Linked DNA regions of Podarcis muralis: region 2 is linked to region 1. Evidence: chromatin contacts called from public Hi-C data. All regions are on one chromosome and are shown on one strand. The core of a region is the stretch at or near the end of the contact, and the rest is flanking DNA. Distances in the headings are between cores, read along the strand shown.

Region 1 (6,905 bases), core at 257-2,756:
AAACCCATGTCACTAAAAGCCACTCACCACATGTCACTTGTGGATGGCTGGTTTTACCTTCAGTGCATTCCTATATTCAACCGTTCCTTTTTCTACACAGTAAATGAATGGCAACTATTCATTTATATGGGAGAAAGTTAAGGAGTCACTTGGAAATACCACTGAGCTGAAATCCCTCTCTTTCATGCTCCTGGTGACCCCCTGCATTGCCTTGTTGTTTCAATTGCATGTTGGCAGCCTTGTTTATTTCTTGGTCAAAAAAGAATGTGACAGGATTTTGGGAACTGGCAGCTGACAAATGATACTGCTAGTGGTGTGCTAGGGTTTTCTGCCCAAGATCATGGTGTCGTGTAAGAGTAGGAGTGGAAGAACCCGAGACACAGAAGTTCCTGGGTTGCAACACTCATCATGCCTGACCATTTGTCATGCTGACTGGGGATGATGGGAGTTGAAAGTCCAATAACATTGGAGAGTCACAGATTGTATGAGAGGATGCGTGATTTATATTCTGTGGGAAGATGGCCAGGAAATGGTCCTGCTCTTCAGCTAAGGGCTGCCAAAGTGGCCTTTGGTTCCTTCCATCTCTAAGAGCACTCTGTTCACCTTTCCAGCCGCAAAGTGGTAGAATTATATGCCGCCCATCTGACTGGGTTGCCCCAGCCACTGTGGGCAGATCCAAAAACACAACAAAACATCAACATTAAAAACTTCCCTAAACAGGGCTGCCTTCAGATGTCCTCTAAAAGTCAAATAGCTCTTTATTTCCTTGACATCTGATGGGAGGGCACCACTACCGAAAACGCCTGATTCCCTGTAACTTCTCACAGTGAGGGAACCAACAGGCTGCCCTGGGAACTGGACCTCAGTGTCCAGATAGAGACACTCCTTTGTGTATACAAGGTGAGGCCATTTAGGGCTTTGAAGGTCAGCACCAGCACTGTGAACAAAATTGTTATTTTGCACACTAGTCATGCTCATGCCTCTGATACAAATGAAACAGGACAGGGAGAATATTTTCCCTCTGCTCTTATCTGTCAAGGAAAAAAATAAAAAATAAACTCCACTTAGGTGGTAATAATGGCAGGTTCGTTCATCAGGCCCCGGTGCTTGCCTATTCCAGCACTTAAAATTATCCTGGAATAAACTGCTTCATTTTAACAGTACAGCGATGATCGAATTTTGGAAAGATGCAGAAACACCGGGCGTCTTCCTCGCCGCGCGGAGGACTTTGTGCAGCCGCGTCTAGGTGGCAGCGCCTCCCCTTGTTCTTCTAAGCGTCCCCGCGGCCTTGCAAAGGAAAAATCCAGGTCGGCTATCGCGCCGCCCTCCCCCTCCTCTGCGAAACTTTCGTTAGGTGGCATCCATCAGCCACGCCAGCCCTTCTCCGCGCGCTGAGTCATGAGAGCAACAGTTCCCCGCCACCCCCGCCGGCTGAGCGCACTTTGGTACGCTCCGCCTCTCCCTCCCTCTCGGCGCGTTGGTGCGTTCCATCCCGCCCCGACAACCCAACCCGGGAGCCCAATGGTACATCTCGCCCTCCCCCTGCGGCTGCGAGCAGTGGTTGGCTCCGGCGGCGGCGGCGGCAGCGGCAGCAGCAGCAGAGTCTCGTCCGGTCCCGCCCCGCCTCCCTCCGCCTTGTCATTGATGTTGTTGTTTCTGTCGCAGGAGCCGGAGGGGAGGCCGAGGCCGGGCTCGGGGCTGCGGCCGCCGGCGGCTGGGCCGGCCATGTCGTCGGTGTGTGGGGGGCCGGTGGGCGCCGGCTCCCTGCCCAGCGAGCTGGTGGTCCACATCTTCTCGTTCCTGGCCGCCCCGGACCGGCTCCGGGCCTCGGCCGCCTGCTCGCACTGGCGAGAGTGCCTCTTCTACCCGGCCCTGTGGCCCCGGCTGCGCCTCAGCCTGCGCGTCTGCCCGGCCGAGCGCCCGCGCCTCGACTTCCTCATGCGCAAGTGCGGCTGGTTCGTGCGCGAGCTCCGCGTCCAGTTCGCCGCCGACAACTACCCCAGCGGAGGAGCCGGAGGCGGCGGAGCAGGAGCCGGAGGAGGAGGAGGAGGAGGCGCCAGCGGGGTGTGCGAGGAAGCGGCAGCCGCAGCGGCCGCGGCGGAGGGAGAAGCGCAGCTCTGCCCTCGCTGGCTGGAGCTGCTGAGGACCTACCTGGAGCTCGTACTCTGCGTGCTGAGCAGCGTCCGCAACAACAGGTAGGACGGCGTGGTGGGAGGCCAGCCAGCGTTAACTAACATTCACAAACACACACACACGTACTAACACCAATGCAAACACACGCCGAGCGGGAGGGAGAGTTGCAAAGCCTCCTGCTTCCCAAGTGGGAAGCAGCAGCTCTCTCTCTCTCTCTCTCTCTCTCTCTCTCTCTCTGTTTCAAAGGTTCATGTGCTTTCTAACATCTGCCTGAAGTTCAGCCGATTGAGTTATTACTGGGTGGGGGAAGCTGCACCTGTTGAATTCCCGGTTGTCACGCATCCACTTAAAGATGCCTTACTCCTGCTGTGCGCGCGCGGGGGGGGGGGGATGATGTGTGAGCGGCGAGGAAGGAGCCATTCCGGAGCAACTGTAAGGGAACATCACATGAAGGAACACACGTCTGCACGTCGCCACCCAAAAGTGCTGCGGTTGGGGGGGGGGATCCTTGTGGAGAGGAGTGTTTCTGGATAGGTAGCATCACTACCTTCCGCACGTCAAGTACCTTCCCTGGGATGTCACCAAAACGGAGCTGTTGAGACAGTTGTTATTTGCCCTGTGCCCCCTGTTTTGATGGGCTCATAATACTTTTTGTCATAAGCTGCTAGGAAAACCTGACAGTTGCTTTTGGTTTCTTGACTGATAGAAACACTAACCATTCGTCAGCTAACATGTCACTTCTTTAGTGCCTAAATCCTTCAAAATGGGAGACAGTGGCTTTGTGGTGTGCGTTCTAGAACACCTACTGTTAGTGTACTATTCTGAAGCCAGCAGCAGGGCACATTAATAATTTGCTCTGCTATAGGCTGTTACATAATTGGGAAACCAGTTAAAGAACATTTTCTTCTTTTTTAAAGGGAGCAATACAGCAATACCAGCTGATCCAAAGTGATATCTTTTCCTTTCCAGTGACTCTAGTGTTTGTTGTCATACAACAAAGGTGTCACAGTTAGTTACATATTTTGCATTTTTAATTGGGTTTTATAAACAAGAATGTTTTACAAATAAGTATACCAAATTTTTCATTTCATTTGTGTATCACAAAAATAGCATAAACATATTTTGCATTTGTAAGCCTTTAGTACTGCATTCTCCCTCAAGATTTCCAAAATTCCCATTCGGTCAAGGTCATATAATGAAAAAAATCTAAGTTGATCAGTAATATTCCAGAGCTGTTTGTTTCCTTTTGTGTTACTCTTGTTTCTCTCTGCTCCACTACAGAATGAAATGTCCTTTTCAAGAAAAGATTGTGCAGTTGTCCATGCTGTGCTCATCACTCTTTCCTACAGCCAGTTCTGCACAATAGAATGGATGATAGTTTGCACATCTTAAGTGATTTGCAGTAAGAAAATCCTGTTCAGATCACACATCTCAGAAAATTAAACTGCTGCAACTGGTACAGCAACCATATGTCAATGAAAAGATGTGATAAGATCTGAAGCAGCCAAGATCAGATTTGTGGCCATTTTTTTCAGAGATTTCCAAATTACGTCTCACTCTGTTGGGTGCTACAGTGACCAGCTTTTGTCATGTGGATACTGAAACACTCAAGTATGTGTGCTGTGAGCCAGGAAATTGCAGTTCACTTTCATGGCAGCCAGGAAATTGCAGTTCATATTTCACCTCATCTGTGAACTCACTAGGTGACCCGCTGTGGGGCCTTTCTGTCAACTTTTATTTTTGCATATTTATTACATTTATTTAAATCCCACCTTGCTCCCAAGGAGCTCAGTGTAACACACATGGTTCTTCCTCTCCCTGTTATATCCTCACTGCTAGCACCCATGTGATGTAGGTTAGACTTGGAGATAATGATTGGCACTCTTACACTCACCTGTGGAAAAGGCAGCTGCTTGCTTCAGGGAAGGAGGTAATCTGCATGAAAAGTAACAAGCCAAGAACCAGAAAGAGAGAGCAGCAAAGTCCTTTCTTTGAGCTGATACCCTGTCCGTCATCTAGAAGAGAGGCTTACAATACAGCACACACTGCAGGATATATGGTTATATAAAAAACAAAACAAAATAAAATCACGCACCTATTATAAAAACAGCAACACTAAGGCCCAACTCTAACCAGCATCACTATCAGCAGGCCTGGACAAATTAATAGGAAACCATTAGACTGATGAAGTGCTAGGTCTGCAACAAGGGTGTGGCAGGCTCGATGAGCCCCTCTCAAGCTAGCAGCCTAATAAAGCTGTGGGGAATTTGGGCCTCAGCAGTTTCTTGTAGGACCTTCCCTCCCTTTCACTCTGTTAGCTAATCATGGTACATAGATGACTTAATGGGCTTTCTTATTCAATCCTGCAGAATCTGAAGAGTGTAAAGATGATGGCATTGCAAGGGCTATTTGTATCTTGTGGTTGATCCTGCATACTGTCTGCTGGTTTTCCTTTGAACATCCCTGTTGCTTACCAGTTGAGGCCATGCTTGCATAAAACATTTCTCCACTTCTATTTATATAGCCTTATTTCTTTACCAGCTAGGCAAAATAATAATTCTGTAGAAGTTGACCCCAGTAATTCTAAATGCAGCTGGTTGAGATTGCAGAGGCAATCCTGTTTCCTTAAAGTGTTTATGTAAACAACCCCATTGAAAGGACCAGCAAACATTCAAAGTGTCTATGTCAGCCTTGTATCTTAACAACTTGCCTTGTGACCATAGGCAACAAGGAATTCCATGCGGCTAATTAGTTGTCTGGCTAAGGAGGGATGGATTGCTCTGTCCAGGCACCACCAACCCACTTTGTTTCTGTTCTCATCACTGGGGAAGAGGCTTTTATTCCTCTGAGCAGCATAACAACACAGCCTACTAGCTTTTTAGCAGGCTAGTGGTTTTACTTTACAGGCTATTAACTCCAGTGGACTTAGTTACAAGGCTGTCTTAGTATGTCAATGATCAGGTAGCTTAAAGAGTAGACTATGTGTTGCATATAAATGCTCTAGAAGCATATTTACCACCACAAATTTATTCCTGGAACCCCACAGAGGGGGAAAGCAGCTCAGGTGGTGAGTTAGAAAGAAAAAAAATACTTGATAATGAAAGAGTAAACCCACCCTGTTGCATCTCTGCACAAGACTTTCTCCATCTGAAGTTGCTTTTCCTTACAAAAAAAGAGCATCAGGGTTCATTATGTGCATTTTCATATTACTTGGTTCCTATGGTAATGAGCCAGAGCATGATCCTTTAGAAAGGATTGCTAGACTAGGGTGTGAGCAAAAAGTAGTGTCTGAACTGTATGTTTTGGTCATGTGCTGTTGAACGCACACGCCTCAAATGTTGCCAGAATGCTGACATGCACGCTTATTTGAGAAGTAGAAGGAAATGTGTTTCATTTGGCAGAACCATTCTGAGAGTTCATTAACTAAATCCAGCAAATACGTTTGACTCTTTCCTTCTCCTAGTGAAGCAGAACTCTCCCTACCCCCGCGGTTAACTTTCAGAATTTATTGAGGAAAGTACTTAATTGTTGCAGCAGCTTTGTTCTGCAACACCACCTTCTGAATAAACCTTTAAAGCTGCAATTCTAACCACATGTTCCCCTGAATAAGCCCTGTGGAAAAACCATAGAATTCACTTTGGAATTAATACGGAGGATTGTGCTGTAAGAAAGGTGTCCCACCCAAGAAGTTGTCTTTATTTTGCTTACGCTCTACTCCTCAAAGAGCAAATTGCATGTGGTTCCTGGGCAGCCTCCCAGTTTACAGGGCCAGGCTTGCTTAGTTTCAGCTGCATCATGAGTTTTAAGACTATTCTCTGTTTAGTGTTGAGTAATGATCATGTTGAGTAATGATCATGTACTGTTGTCTCAGGTAATGGATGGGGATGTGCTGCCTTGATTGCATCCCTGGATGAATGGAAAGTCTCAGGATCTTCCCCACTCTACAGTGCTGATAGAGCTTGCATGTGTTTGGTGCCTATCCTCATTCCATCTGTGCTGCATATGAGTTGGGCACTGTGTACACAATTCACATTCCATCATGCATAGCCTTCTTTAATGGATGTGGGCATTCAGCAAGAATATCTGAACATCCAGTTCCTTGTTGCATGCACAATCCAGCAAAGAAATCTGCTCTGGGAAGCCTGCTTCTATGTGTGGATCTCCTTAGTAGATTGCAATTTTAAATAGTCTTACTGAAGTAAATTCTGTTATAACAGTGGGGTCAGTTCACATATAACAAACCATTGTTTGGTGTTGGAGATGGAGCCTCAAGCTCATACGTTGTTATTATTTATTGAATTTTTTAGTCACTTTACCTTGCCCAAGGCAACTCAAACCGATTTATAGCCCAACTCTCCCAATAGATACTTAAAAAGCAAGCGGAGGATTAAAATTTTAAATATTCCACCCACTTCTAAAAGGCCACATATAATTAGAGACCCCATGGAATCTTCTTTTCTAGTTACTTCCTGTTAGGAGTGTGCACCAACCATAATATTTGGTTTGAATCCCAGAGTTTGGCACTTTATAAAACAGCTGAGTTTGGCTCAGGAGAGTGAATCAGTTCCATTTGCCACCCACCCTTCCAATATTGGGAATTCAAATGGCTCCAATTTGTCCCCCTTTTGATTGAAGTAGGTGAAATTTGCAGGCATAGCAACTCCTCCAGAGTAGACTAGCACATCCAGGGGCTTTTGTACTGGACACCTCCTCCCAGACATCCCACTTGGCTCCACCATTTTTCTGAAACTGATGCACACCCCTATTTCCTG
Region 2 (6,883 bases), core at 3,869-6,368, 140 kb after region 1:
GAGTCTCTGAATCGGCTAAAACTTCACAGTACTATGACTTGAAGAAAGCTGATCATCTGTGCTCCTTGATGAAAAGAAAACTGTGGTAAAGAATTTAGCAATTTCCATAGGTGGATTAGATAACTGTAGAAACCACCAATGTCAGTAACTAACAGCTGCTCAGAAACTGACTCCATCTTGTGACTGGCTCTGCCCGGCACCACCATTTTGTGACTGGTGGACTTCAGTAATTTCCAGCTGTCTAAAGTGGGCATTGTGGGCACACAGTCTGAGAACCCCTGGTGTAAGGATCTGGTCCCACTACTGGAGCATGAAATTCACCCATACCCAGCAGAGCGCAGAATCAGGCTTCATAAATATACTATTTTCTTGCTTCACAGGGTAGGGCCCTAAATTAGAGAGGGAAACTCGACATTTACACTCATCTCACTCTCCCAAGCTGATAGGAAAAACAAGGCACCTTTAGCAGAATTATTCATACTGCAGCACAGAGATCAGGAAGCTGTGGCTCTCTAATTGTTGTTCAACTCCCAACTCCCAAGAGGTCCAAGCCAGCATGGCCAACTACCAAAGATGAAGGGAGTTGCAATCTAACAACACTTGAAGAGCCCCTGCTGTAGTGACAGTTGCCTTGTCATACTTTCCAGAGCTTTGCACAACCTATTTGTTCTTCAGCATTACCTGTTCGCTAGAAAAGTATCCATGTACATATTCAATAGCTTTCAATTTGTATTCCATCAACACAGCCTATGAAACACAAAAAACCATAGGTTAGTTTGCAAAACTATAGTAATGAAGGCATAAAACTATCTGAAATCAGAGCATATAGCACTTTAGGCCCAGGCCTTCTCTGTACCTTCTTGGATACTTCTGCCTGGCTGGAATGTACTTAAACTTTGATAATGCCTTTGGCTTCCCTAGATTACATTGTGTGTGTGTGAACCTTTTATGTTTGCATGGCTTTAATGTAACCCAGTGCACAAAGTAAGAATCAGTCAGTTACTCTGTGCACTTTTGCCCCCCACTTCCACCCAGTTTTGTCTCTGGCCCTGCCCACCAGAAGTACGTGATGCCTGGAGGTTTGCCCATAAGAAAATGGAAAAGGTATTCATTCCTGCTATAAATTCTGCACTGCTACCATACTTAGTATGAAATAAGTCCTATCAAAGTATCTTTAGAAACAACACTGGCCCTGCTCAAAGTAGGCCTACTGAAGTTAATGGACATGACTATCTTAGGTTCATTAATTTCAAGTGTTCTAGGACTTGCTGATCAGAAGGTCGGTGGTTCGAATCCCCATGACGGGGTGAGCTCCTGTTGTTCGGTCCCAGCTCCTGCCAACCTAGCAGTTCGAAAGCACGTCAAAGTGCAAGTAGATAAATAGGTACCGCTCCGGCGGAAAGGTAAACGGCGTTTCCGTGCGCTGCTCTGGTTCGCCAGAAGCGGCTTAGTCATGTTGGCCCCATGACCATGTTGGCTCCCTCAGCCAATAAAGCGAGATGAGCACCGCAACCCCAGAGTCGGTCACGACTGGACCTAATGGTCAGGGGTCCCTTTACCTTTACCTTACTCAGAGTAGGGCTTTGTTGAGTAACAAAATGTAAGGGTAACCAAAGCAGTGGTGGGATGTGTGAAGCCACACAATGACCGATGGGTTCTTGTTAACATCCTGGGTTTTATTACTGGTTTTATAAGAAGGCACATTATATGCCATTTAAATGTTATGTTATATGTTACAGACACAGAACTCCTGTAACAGAATATAGAAGACATATTTGCACAATATAAAGTTTCTTTCCTAGACTAATGTTTTTACATTTTTTACAGTTGAGCTGTTCTGTTATATTGGTTTAATCACTAATTACCTTTCTAATTTCATCAAGCACCATCTCAAATGCTTTTTTATCCATCTTGCGTTCTTCAAGTTGTAACCCTTTGTCAGTTCCAGACACTCTTTATTGCAGAATTGCCTGCTGTTGAAAAAAACAAATAAAATAAAATGTGAATTCCTGCTCACACTGTGCACCTCACTGACCATGAAGTTCATCACTAAGTTTAGAATGGGGAATTGTTAACATTGAGAGAGCCTCAACTTCTGAAATATCTGCATCAAAGGTAATTCCAAAACTATTCATTCTCTCATTGAAGCCGTATTTCCTAGCCCCAGCGTGGAAAAATGGCATGTTACTGTCCTCAAGCTCAAGGTAATACACAATGTCCTCAAACAGTTACAAAATGAGCAGCCTTCTGTCATAAAAGAACTTACCCAAGCCTTCTCAAATGTAACAGCAGTTCCTTTGAACTCACTCAGATGCACAACACAGAATCTGCATGATGCTGATTGGCAGCAAGAAGGCCAGCAGATATATTTTATTTATTTTAACATTACTGCACTGCCAATGTCGCTCCATGGAGCCCTCAGGACATCCATTTCTAGGTAGAATCCAAAAGACAGAAAAAACAGAACTCAGTAGAAGCTAACACCTCCTAAAGGAAGTTTATTTAATATGCTGAGCATTCTTGTGACATTTCCTATTGTCAAATGCTGTGACATACTATCCAACTTTCCATAAAACAGATCTACATTGAAGCCTCTCTCCTAGTAAATTCTGAACCTGTAAAGGCAAGCAATTAGGACATGTGAATAAAACATTTTCTAGTATTTTAAAAGAACTCCTGAATTCTTCAAAGAGTACTATAACTTGGATCCAAAAGGGCCTTACATGTGCAGAATGACACTTCTCTTGATACAAGGGAAGTTGCCACCAAATTCTGTGAGTATCCTGAGCCCCACCCACTTCTTGCCATTTCATAAGGTCCTTTAACCCTTATGAGCTTTTTGGTGTTGCAGGGAGCAATAGCTATGAAAGCTCCATTGTGCAAGTGAGGGTCTCCTCACACTTCTTTGGATCTAACCTGAAACATTTTCCCCCAAAATCCTCCATTTGTCTCTTTTTAAAAAAAGGAAAGCATAGATCTAAGGTGCTCATAATTATAGAATTTTGTAACCAACCAGTGGTAAAGATAAGGCATTTGACATTATATTATAATGTAGCTAGGGCACATAGCTAAACCATTTCTTCTGTTAAAAGTTTTACCTACAGCCCAATCCAAAAATGGCTCCGATCGAAGCCCATGGATTTTATTCCTGAGTAAGTGATCACAGAACTCCAGTCTCATAACACAATTCTGTCTACACAAAAGTAAGTCCCAATTCAATGAGGCTTACTTCCAAGCAAACAGAGCTTTGGTATATCTTGTAATCGCTGGTAAAAGGCTGAAAACCTTATCACCTTCAATCCCTCCCAGCTCATCAAGGCTTGATGCCCTTCCACAATGCCCCATTTATCTCTGTAACTGGGCTGAGTAACTGAAGAGGGACCATGTGCAGCTCTCCACACCCCCTGCAATGCCTCATTAGAGATCTGGGTGATCATCCTCAACACTGGTGGGGGGAGCGTTCCTCTGACACTCCAGAGATGTTTTGTGGCAGGCTGAACAGGGTTGAGGACATCCTTGCAGAAGTCCATGCTTGTGCAGCAATGTTTATATAAAATAGCATGCAATTTTCTCTTTGCTTCTGTGTACTGAACGCACAAATTGTTTTTATCAGATTTGAATGGAATTCTACAAAGCCAATGATGATATTCAAAACTCCTGAGGCTAATGTAGTGTGAGTCATCAATATTCTGAAGTTCAGGGAGTAAGTAAAATCTGCCCATTCTGCTACAGTACTTCAGTCTCCTCCCTCACTACTTCACACTTTCTTCTATCATCATAAACACAACATCCAATCTGTTCCAGCATGATACTCATCGCAGTGCAGTTTGATTCAACCATTCTCACTAAAACCATTTCAGAATTCCACCTTCGAAATAACTGACGTTGAACCAAATCCAAACACAACCAGGAGTGAACACACACTAGTATAACCTGAGCCACTCTGTGGGCAAATCACCAAGCTTCTTGGGCACACCTGCTTCAAAGGATCATCTCTGTGATGAACAACTGACACTGCCCGGCAGAATGCTCTAATGCTTCTTTTCATAGGGCAAGGATGGGAAACCAGTTATCCTCCAGCTTCTTGTTCCATCAGCAGCAGCCAGCAAAGGCAGCAACCAGGAACAAGACCAGTCGTACTCCTACTACAGTGGTACCTCTGGTTACGTACTTAATTCGTTCTGGAGGTCTGTTCTTAACCTGAAACTGTTCTTAACCTGAAGCACCACTTTAGCTAATGGGGCCTCCTGCTTCTGCCGCGCCGCCGGAGCACGATTTCTGTTCTCATCCTGAAGCAAAGTTCTTAACCCGAGGTAATATTTCTGGGTTAGCAGAGTCTGTAACCTGAAGCATACGTAACCCGAGGTACCACTGTACTTCCAGGGGTCCAGAAGTTCCCCATATTCGATATAGAAGTCCCTCTGATGACCTAAATGAAAAATTGCCCTCGTCACCACCCCAGCACCAACAGCTTCTGCATTGTGGGCTTTAAACAGACGGTTATGCTAAAGGTTGCCATTCAGGGCACAGGACCTCCCCTCCGTCCAGGGGGACTTGCTTCCGAATAAACCTGAACAAAACCTCGCGCTCACACACGTCTCGCGTTTGCTGTGACTCGAATGCCACGGAGTTCAACGGGGTTTAACTCCATCCCCAGGGGGCTCGCACGACGAATTCCGGATTAACCAAGAACTCGAAGGGCGACCCTTGTCACGCTTACTCGGCACTTAGTCCCACTCGACTTTAGCGGCGTTTACCCCCGGGAAACACGTGCCTCAGGGCTGCCGCTCTGACCAAGGGAAGCGGCTCCGGGAGTCCGCGCCCCGCGTCGCTTCAAGGCTGCAGCACCCGAAGCAGGCGGCGCAGGCAGGCCCGAAGCCCATTACGGACGGCTCGGGGCCGCTTCGAGCCCCGCCTTCCCCGCACCCCTCCAGCCGGTGCTCGGCTTACCATCCGCGGCGGCCCGGCAGGCAGGCGAGGAGCGGCCCCTGGCCGGCGTCAAGGCAACCCGCGCGCAACCCCCAGCCGCCCCCACCGCGCGGAGCCAAACTTCGCGACTCGTCGCCTCCTGATGTCATCACCAGCCAAGCACCGCCATAAGAGGCCTTCCTCCCGCCCCTCCGTTCGGGGTGGATGCCGGGAAGGAGGAGACGCACCTGCTCCTGGAGTCAGCCCCGCCCACCCCTCTCCCCCAGGAGGCTATTAAGAGGCTGGCCGCGTCTTGTTGAGGACGCAGAGCTCTGTGTTCAGCGAGGCTTATGGGCTCCCTGGGGGCAATGTCAGAAACTGAGATAGGAAAACTAGGAGCTCAGTGGCACCTTAAACCTAAGTTATGGGCGCCACAATGGAATGGCTAGGCGCGCTTTTTTATAACAAGAATACAAAGCTGAAAATGAATGCACTGCAGCTAAAATATGATATTTTTCACATGGTCTAGTAGTCCATGGGTAGGCAAACTAAGGCGCCGGGGCCGGATCCGGACCAATCGCCTTTTAAATCCGGCCCGCGGATGGTCCGGGAATCAGCGTGTTTTTACATGAGTAGAATGTGTGCTTTTATTTAAAATGCATCTCTGGGTTATTTGTAGGGCATAGGAATTCGTTCATTCCCCTCCCCCCAAAAAATATAGTCCAGCCCCCCACAAGGTCTGAGGGACAGTGGACTGGCCCCCTGCTGAAAAAGTTTGCTGACCCCTGGTCTAGTCCTTCCCCTGCCCAAACCCCTCATAAGAGGGTCTCTTCTCCAGTCTTCAGAGAGTAGCTAAAGTGGGGAGGCAGAAAAAGGTACTCCTTTCCTTCCACTTTGCAATTTTGAATCTGAAATCTTAGGCACAGTACTGCACCCAGGGCTCAAACTGCTCACACTAATGAAATTCCCTGTTGCAAAATGCACCTAGAACAATGGGAGTTTTGAACACTGCCTGGGGGTCTTAAAAAGGTGATGAGAGGCAGCCTCACTTGGGAGGATTCCTTTATTTATTGCATTTACAGTCTATCCCACCTTTTTCTCTAAGGAGCTCAAGGTGGTATACATGGTTCTGCCCCCTCCTCATTTAATCCCCACAACGACCCTGTGAGGTGGGTTAGGCTGAGAAGCAATGGCTGTCATACAATGAGCTTCATGGCCAAGTGGAGATTTGAACCCTGGTGTTCTAGTTCCAGTTCCACACTAGGCCAGAGGTTGTCAACCTTTTGGGGTCCACGGCTCCCTTGACCAATTACATTCTTTCTGCGGCACCCTGTGGGGCTCAGGAGCTCAGTTATGTCACCCCTTGCCTGCAGAGCTGGCAGCCTCTCACCCCTTTTTTGAACAGCCTTCCTTGTAGAGTGTTCCCTCAGCCTCCTCTCCATGGGAGTCCTCTGGGCAGCCGTTGCCACCGCCCTTGGTCTCTTGGCTGCCCCTGCTGCCCCAAAGAGAGGTACCTCCTCACGTTGCCCCACTGGGTCCTGGGACTTGTCTGTCCATTCCCAACAGCAAGGGCTGGTGGACTAGCTGGCTGGGCTCTCTGACCCACTTGCTTGCTTACTTTGAGGCCGCCTCAGCTCTGGCAACCAGCACCCCCTGACCAGCCCCAGACGTGCTATTCACCTGCGGAGCTTGTAGCCAGGGCTGCTGCAACTAACAGCTGTGCAAGCCTTTGGGAGGCAGAGATGTGAGATGGCATCGGAGGAGGGAGGGAAGGAAAGAGAGACATAGGCCAATGTTGCCTGTGGCACCCCTGGCCATCATTCAAGGCACCCCAGGGTGCCATGGCACACTGGCTGAAAACCATTGCACTAGTGACTCACATAGGGCTGCCACCTTTGTTCTGGCAAAATACGGGGCGGGGGGGGCAATTATTTTTTTATCTGGTGCTGAAGTGACTTCAACGCAATCCATTGCA

The links. A called contact is a pair of places that touch in the nucleus more often than the background predicts.
Region 2: a contact with region 1 is called in a Hi-C map of blood, with 4 times the contacts expected there. The contact joins the promoter of PROSER1 here to the promoter of FBXO33 in region 1. A contact is called at or near these places in 2 of 3 Hi-C or Micro-C datasets (blood and tail).

What each region holds. Positions count from the first base shown.
Region 1 is chr1:32,038,195-32,045,099 of rPodMur119.hap1.1, forward strand. It overlaps FBXO33 (F-box protein 33), which reads left to right and starts at 1,507. Exons shown (of 4, transcript XM_028720130.2): 1 at 1,507-2,195. The coding sequence starts at 1,522.
Region 2 is chr1:32,170,469-32,177,351 of rPodMur119.hap1.1, forward strand. PROSER1 (proline and serine rich 1) reads right to left here and starts at 5,119. Exons shown (of 14, transcript XM_028720193.2): 1 at 4,951-5,119; 2 at 1,866-1,973; 3 at 682-747. The coding sequence starts at 1,910.